2 separate regions of the Mus musculus genome follow, and region 1 is linked to region 2. Evidence: chromatin contacts called from public Hi-C data. All regions are on one chromosome and are shown on one strand. Each heading gives the region's core, a stretch centred on a gene start, on an enhancer-like site or on the middle of the called end of the contact. The rest is flanking DNA. Distances are from core to core; before and after follow the strand shown.

Region 1 (4,328 bases), core at 1,810-4,309, 300 kb after region 2:
GTAGAAATTGTCATTTCCCATGCAGTTTTTACTGTAACATCTACTTTTAAAAACAATCTCCTCAAAGGACACACTGTGGTAAACTTGTGTAAATATATATCACAGTCATCTGGCATTTTAAGGTAGTTGCATTTTGGAGGTACTGATGTATTTCTTCTGATTTTTTGTGATACTGTGCTTATCTCTCTTAGGAAAATGTAATCCCTTCTTTTGGCACTTGTTTTTACTTCTTTGAGAATTTTTTATGCTTTTCCAATATTCACCCAGCTTTGTACTTATGTTTAAAAACAAAACAAAATAACAACAAATAACAAATTAAGAAAAAACTGCTTCACAGCCAATTTGTGCTGTTGTTAATGTGAATTTTTCCTCTCTCTCTCTCTCTCTCTCTCTCACTTGCTCTCTCTCTCGCTCTCTCGCTCTCTCTTTCTTTCTTTAAGAGCAATAAAACCTTTTGTGTGCCACTTGTGCATGACCAAGGATCCAAGATGCCAAACACTCATGGACATCAAAGATCTGCCTAATACAGCAGCTCAATGTTCCTGGATTCCTATTCAAAGAGTTTAATGATGATGGCACTCAGAAGACTATGCAAAACAGAAGCAGACATTACTATGTGATTCCCCAGGAAAGAGGGAAATTGAGAAATAGTGAGAAATTAAGGAATAAAGAGAGAAATTTCCAAGCATGTAAGATTTCCAAGATGATCAAATTCTTTTGCCAATCTTTTTTTAATAAGATCATGATTTTAAAAAATGGATAAATGTTACAGGGTTGTTTGTATTCACATGGGTTTACTTTCTGTGATATCATGGATTGAACCAATAGAAGACTGACCCACATCATCTCCTGTGCCCTGCCTTGTAAATGAGGCATAACTTAGTGCATTCATGTGCTTCCCACACAGTTAGGGGTGAAAAACAAACAAACAAACAAACAAAAAACGTGTCCATCTTTAACTATGTTGTGTGTTATTGAACTTGACTATTTGCTAGCTGCTATTCACTTGCTAGCAAATGTCCTGCTTTGTGTTAATAAAGTAATCTTCATAATTACATGGGCAACTTGCACCTTAACCACGGCAGAGAGTGAGTGACATCGACCACAGCCATCAGGAGGTGCCTGCAACTGGTTTCTTGTTGATGTGGGTCTCAAGTGGCCTGTCAGATGGAAGGTTCTTATGGGCACTTAACTTACAATAGAATCTGTTATCATAACTTACACTGAAGGAAGGCTCTATGAAAAGACACAAATGCCTTACGAGTGTTCTTCACAAGAGCTTTGTTGGGGTAGGGAAGTAGGAACAAGATGGTCTATGCTTCTACCCATTTATATAATTTAATTCTCTCATGCCAAATATATGCTCGCTTGGTCATTTTCCTCAGTGTTCCAGATCTTTTCATGGTAATTCTTTATCTTCCTTTTAACCCCAGCCTCTGTTCTCACTGTAACACATGTGAGCAACTTGCAATATCACCAGGAGCCCTTCTCCTTTACCACCTACCAGGAGCTTTCTCCTGCATCATTCTCATTTGCCACACTAAGGCATAACTTAATGTATTCAATACACTTACATTGTAACTGGGCATGGTAGTGAACTTTAATCCCAGCACTTGGGAGGCAGAGGCAGGCAGATCTCTAAGAGTTCAAGGCCAGCTTGGTCTACAAAGAGAGTGTCAGGATAGCCAGAGCTGTTACACAGAGAAATCGCGAATCCACCCTCCCAATACAAATAATCAGACCTTATACCTTAATGAATATGTGTACACACAGAGGATGTAAGATCGAAATGGTCTCTTTATAACATCGCCTATTTTGTAGTAGTAAAAATTTCAAAAATAAGTGTGACAAATAATCATTACTTAACTGGATAGCCTACACTGATTGTCTTTCCTTTTCCATTTTGATTTATGGCTTACAGATTATAACTGTGGCTGAGGTTTAAACAGGATTTTAAAAAGGAAGATAGAAATAAAAGAAAATGAAAAAAAAAGGAGAGCGAATGCAGAAATAAAAGTGAAAAGCAGATTAAGAATGACCTTAAGACACTCTAGTTCTAGTTCGATACGATCAGATGATGGTTAGGGCCACACTTGCAATGATATGGGAAAATGGTAGAACTGATGCTCTCAGCTCCTCTGTGAATGTGTTGAGCTTCTGCTTTCTCCAACTCCAAATTCAATCACTCGAGAGCATTATGCCTCTCTTCCCACACCAAAACCTCAATATTGACAATTTCAAAATTATTGTAGTTTATCGAAAAGACACATGAAGTAATGTCACTAATATGAAAGTTTAAAAGATTGTGTTAGGGAGTGCAGCCATTGTTTTTTGGACTCTCTAGGCCTCCGTCTACATTTTCCTAAAGCATAGTTTGCCTAATTTTAACCTTTAATTTCATTGAGTAGATAATCATCTTATACCTCCACATATCAGTCTGATTCCATGCCAGCTCTTCCCACCTTTAACACTAACATCATTGATGTTTATTGATCTGAGGTTCCTGCATCACCGTCCTTAATTAATTTCAAACACAACAGAATATTTGGGGAATTTATATTCCGGAGCCCATTGATTTCTTGTCTTGCTAGTTTTAATCAGATTTGGGGAAAAAGGAAGATTATGTCAGGGCTGTCTACTCATCTGCTGCTTATAAATGGCATGGGCTCAATCATTAGAAACACTTCAATTGAATAATATTTCTAAACTTTGAAGTGATCAAATGCACCTATTGCATACACATATAATAATATTTAAGCACCAGTTTAAAAAAATGTGTGCTCTAACAAACAAATATTTCTCACACGGCCTTTTAAAGACACAGGGTTTTGTTGCAGTTTATAATGCAGTCTTTATTCTACTTCTCCACTCTATTATATGGCACTGATTTTGAGGCAGACTCCCACATAAATGGCCTAATAATCATGTGAAATAATGGGATCCTGGCATAAGCTTCCATGCTCTGTTTTAATGATAATTCAGAGAGTAAAGTGTATATAATTCTAAACTCACATCTCAGAAGGCAGGTTTTTGAAAGAATGGAACTGCTCATGCTGTTTTGTGGCACAACAGTGACAACCAGTGGTCGCTGACGATTTATTACAGATTTTATATAGATGAAGAAGAAACTGTATTTAACTAAAAATAATCAGCACTAAGAATAGCTTTCTCTTGTTCCCACCCCTGTTTCTTCCTGTTGCTAAAAATAGGAAATTCCTCACTTGACTGAGGAATCATTTTTACACTAAATATCTAAAGTGTAGATTAAAGTGTCTTTACTCAGAGTTCACTGAGGACCCTAACAAAAAGAGACTGACTGAATGACTCTTGATGGAGTTCATTCTATGTAAAATATAAAATAGATCATTTGTCTTTTTTTTTTCTTTAACCTGAAAGATAACAGAAATCTTACGGTGTGACAACAGGTCTAAAACTCCACTGGGCAACAGTTGTGACTGGCTAGTCATCATGTAACATCCCAGAATACTCTTGTCTGCCCTCCTAAAAGATCCATTGTTGTTCTCAAATGAAAGAACAAATGGGGCAAAGTTTTGCTAGATGCAATGACCTAAATCCCAAGTGGTTTTCCCAAGGATTATGGACTTTCAGAAACTGTAAACATTTAATACTAATGATTTAATCTCTGTGTTTATTTTACTATTCTTCAGAGAGATGTACTTCAACATTCCTGAAACTCTCTCTGATACAGAGCAAACTCTAACACTTACCAGCTCCCTTCTTTCTTTCTAACATTCATGACATTCCTATTGTCTCAAACCATCCTCTCTCTCTCTCTCTCTCTCTCTCTCTCTCTCTCTCTCTCTCTCTCTCTCTCTCTCTCTCTCCCCCAAACCTCCGTTTCTGGCTTGCTGGCAATGCTGTAAGAGTGCTTATGGCAAATTTGCTTCTGTAATCATAACTTGAACCCATCTGGGGACGAGGTTGGCTACAAGCTTAGTATTTCCACTTAACATATTCATGATTAGCATGCACAGAAGGAGTAGAATTAGGATGAATGTTTTTGGAACAGTACAGATAAATCCTCATAAATGTAGTACAACAGCTCGGGAAACGCACAGTGCAGGAATGTAATGAAGCTGAACTCTGTAGAGAGTTTGGTATTCTCAGTACCATGCCTCTCCTAATGAACTCATTTAGATTAGAAAATGGATTTAATATTTTATTGGAATTAACCTGAGCCAGTAAAGAGGATTACAATTTCTTTCCATAAATATAGTGACATTACAGGGTGAGGCAGTGTGTTACATGAATATTAAGCACTTTATGAACGTTGTCATGAAGCCAAAAGGAGTAAGGTGATTATATTT
Region 2 (4,087 bases), core at 310-2,809:
ATTGGGGCATTGAAATGCTTGATGTCCCCACCTGTAATGACTAAGGATGTGATGTTTACCTTTCTCAAAATACTTGATGGCAAACCAGATCGTGACACTGGACTAAGTAGTGGCTATTGGCATTTGTTAAATTTTTAACAGATGAAAATTATTTTCCAAATGACTGTTACATTTAAGGAAGGATGAGAAAATTGCCTCTAGACATTGCATTCATAGCAGAATTTTATTTAAACTACATCTTTTAACATGAGCTATCTTTTAATGTTTAAAACTAGCCAGTTCCATTGGTCTGCCTGACTTTTGCAAGCATAATTGGGATTCTTTACTGTAGATATCTTAGACAAGAAATAGTGAGGTCATTTGCAAAGTTAAACGGCAAATGAGATTATTTTTTGTTTTTCTTCATAAAGCCATGTTTCTTGTCGTTTTTAATTTGGTTGTAAACTATAAGAGACATTTTTAAAGTGTCAAGTGTTTGTGTAGAGGTGAAATAACTGAATATAGTAAAATATTAACAAAGAAATGGAGAGAGGTCTCATAATGACATCAGTGATCTACAATTATTATTTTATTATTTACATTGCTACTTCTTAAGTGTGTTATGTAGAAAATAAATCAGGTCACACAGTTCATTAGTTATAAATTTTATAAAAACTATGTTATGAGTAGTAATTTTAGAGGAATTTTTGGAAGTGTGTTCCTCAAGTAGTTACAATTTTTTTTTTTTTAATGCAGCCATTATTTGGACCCAACTTTCCTAATGGCACCTGATAGCTATGAAAGACCAAGTGATATTTTACCCCCACTTCCTTAAAGTGGTAAGAGGATAGATATCTGGAAAGAGAAAGAAAGAAAGAAAGAAAGAAAGAAAGAAAGAAAGAAAGAAAGAAAGAAAGAAAGAAAGAAAGAAAGAAAGAAAGAAAGAGAAAGAAAGAGAAAGGAAGGAAGGAAGGAAGGAAGGAAGGAAGGAAGGAAGGAAGGAAGAGAGGGAAACGAAATACACAAATTACGTGAAAGGACCCGAAGGAGCCAAACGGCTGTGTGATTTAAATGGAGTGGAGAACATTCAATATGTGGTGGTGTCCTAGGGTAACCTGGCCATCGAGCTACGGATTGCTAAGGCCTGAAAGCTATAGAAACCAGGGAACCAGGGAAAAGTTTAGAGCATAAGATACCTTCCGGACAAGATTCAGAGGCGTTTAGACTCCTATAGCTGTAGTGGGAGTGTGATAGAAACCATAAGGGCAGATCGCAGTAAGATAAGAGTGTGGAAAGCGTATGACCTATCTCAGAGAAAGGGTCCTTTATTTTGTTTGTTTCTTATTTTGTTTTTTCTTTAATTGGGTTAACATTATTGAGTGCCTGACTATTGTATTTATTCTTCCAATTACAACAACGGTGTGAACTGCACGCAGCCCTTGTACACCAACTAATAGTGAGATTTAAGTTTGAGAGCCCTTGACTTCATTCCTGTAAGGAATTGAATCTTTTGTAAATAGTTTGGAGCCCTCTAGTGGTTACTGTTGTAATAGCCCTTGCTGCCAAAACTGCTGAATGAATTTGAGCCTTCCGATGGCTGGTAGAATTCCGTGAATCACTGATTACAGTCCTGTGAGAGACTGCGTGGTATATATGTCACTTTGATTTTACGACAGCTTGTTCAACATTTCTTTTAATTACACCGTTGCGATTGTGTTGACAGGTGTACATTCCAAGCCGAGTGGCTCTCATCCTTCAGAATGTGGATCTGCAAAACTGAAGAGACCTACACTCAGCCCATCTCACGCCGACGTGTTGCCGCTGATCCCCCTCACAGTGTTGATAGCGTGTAAGCTTTGCAAAACACTGCTGTCTAGCCAAAACATCAGGCTGGAACTCAGCGTTGGAATACGCAAACATATAAGTTGCTTATGAAGGATGTGCTTAAAATATTAGCAACGTCTATTTCAAAGCCATCCAAGAAATTAGGATTTGCAAATGAAGTGTAGCACATGATAATTTTTAAATATTACTTTTCTGGCAAAGCATTCGATTCTTTCATTTTAAATTTGAATTATTCATCAGGCATGATTATTTTGGCTGTAGTAAAAATATTTTTTGAGATAGATATTTGGTGGCCTTATTTGTTCTATATCTACTTGTCTTAATGATGAGGTACTGAGTTTGTTTCTTTGCTGTGTTTTTTAATTGTGTTTAGAAATACTGTATTAAACACATAGCACTAATATAAAATGAGAATCTTATAAAAGATGATATAAAAATTCGTATCTGTGCCTCACTTTGCATTAAGTTCTATCTTGTACTCTCCTGTCCGTATACTGTTTCAGTAGACGCTGATATTTCACTCTTCTGAAGACTTGAAGTGGTCATTGTAGCATTTCTGATAATGTCTTTCACTTTCATCAATAAAAAGAAAAATGCCAAATTGCATTGACTAATGTGCTTTTTATTATGCTATTATAAGGAATGATTTCCAAGAAATATTAGTGAGCTTTATCTCAACTCTGATGTGTTCTCCATGTAGAGTCGCATATGTATAATGGAGCAGGCCGCTAATTACCTTTTCTAACCAGTCGAAGCATTGTGTAACCTAAAATCAGAGAAACCAGGCTCCTGGGATGTGGCTCAGTGGCCTAGAGCACTTGTGAAAGCCAGAAGAGCTGTGCTCAGAGGTTGGGGAAGTTATTTGGTGGTTATTCGGTTATTTAATGATGGACTGCATCTGTAGGTGACCTGAGTTTAGTTCCCTGCACCACACTGGGTAGCTCACAGCTGCCTAGAACTCCAGCTACATCGTCTCCAACGTAACTTTCTGCCTTCCAAGATTAATCAAACTCATATGTATAGATCTACATGCAGGCACATATGCATAATTAAAAATAAAACCTTTACCAAGAGATGATGCAAGTTCAAATCCCTAGCACGTCCATTAAAACTCGGACTTACTGTGTACATGGATAGCCCAGGCATTAGGCAAAGATGACAGGCAAATCCCAGGAGCTTGGTGGCTAGTCACCCTTGGCAAAAAGTTGGCTTCATAAATGTGATGCCCGGTCTTAAAAGACAAGGTGGACGGTGATAGAGTAAGGCTCCTAGCATCTTCTTCTGACTTTTTTTTTAATTAGGTATTTTCCTCAATTACATTTCCAATGCTATCCCAAAAGTCCCCCACACCCTCCCTCCCCCCCACTCCCCTACCCACCCATTTCCATTTTTTGGCCCTGGCGTTCCCCTGTACTGGGGCATATAAAGTTTGCCTGACCAATGGGCCTCTCTTTCCAGTGATGGCCGACTAGGCCATCTTTTGATACATATGCAGCTAGAGTCAAGAGCTCTGGGGTACTGGTTAGTTCATAATGTTGTTCCACCTATAGGGTTGCAGATCTCTTTAGCTCCTTGGATACTTTCTCTAGCTCCTCCATTGGGGGCCCTGTGATCCATCCAATAGTTGACTGTGAGCTAGGCCCCGGCCTAGTCTCACAAGAGACAGCTATATCAGGGTCCTTTCAGCAAAATCTTGCTAGTGTATGCAATGGTGTCATCGTTTGGAGGCTAATTATGGGATGGATCCCTGGATATGGCAGTCTCTAGATGGTCCATCCTTTTGTCTCAGCTCCAAACTTTGTCTCTGTAACTCCTTTCATGGGTGTTTGTTTCCAATTCTAAGAAGGAACAAAGTGTCCACACTTTGGTCTTCGTTCTTCTGAACCCAGATGCCCCTCAACAGAGGAATGGATACAAAAGATATGGTACATTTACACAATGGAGTACTACTCAGCTATTAAAAAGAATGAATTTATGAAATTCCTAGGCAAATGGTTGGACCTGGAGGGCATCATCCTGAGTGAGGTAACCCAATCACAAAAGAACTCAAATGAAATGTACTCACTGATAAGTGGATATTAGCCCAGAAACTTAGTATAGCGAGATATAAGGTACAATATTCTTATGAGTTTTATGTGCATGATAACAGACATACTGTCACACACACATATACAATCTATTAACTATGAAGAGCCAACCATATTAATGAATTTGGATACCCAAGTTATTCTAAGTCAGATCCTTTAGCAACTGCATTGACTAT

The links. A called contact is a pair of places that touch in the nucleus more often than the background predicts.
Region 1: a contact with region 2 is called in a Hi-C map of cortical neurons, with 4 times the contacts expected there. The contact joins two enhancer-like sites. A contact is called at or near these places in 5 of 484 Hi-C or Micro-C datasets (cardiomyocytes, cerebral cortex, cortical neurons and 1 more).

What each region holds. Positions count from the first base shown.
Region 1 is chr16:70,865,387-70,869,714 of GRCm38.p6, forward strand. No RefSeq gene overlaps it. Among named protein-coding and RNA genes, the nearest start is that of Gm29823, 88 kb to the right of the region's middle. Within about 2 kb of position 3,060, at least 4 of the 459 cell types and tissues checked have an H3K27ac peak or open chromatin away from gene starts, as enhancers often do. A contact at or near this core is called in cortical neurons, where this site is marked.
Region 2 is chr16:70,567,287-70,571,373 of GRCm38.p6, forward strand. It overlaps Gbe1 (glucan (1,4-alpha-), branching enzyme 1), which reads left to right. Exons shown (of 16, transcript NM_028803.4): 16 at 1,703-2,434. The coding sequence ends at 1,759. Among named protein-coding and RNA genes, the nearest start is that of D16Ertd519e, 47 kb to the right of the region's middle. Within about 2 kb of position 1,560, at least 16 of the 459 cell types and tissues checked have an H3K27ac peak or open chromatin away from gene starts, as enhancers often do. A contact at or near this core is called in cortical neurons, where this site is marked.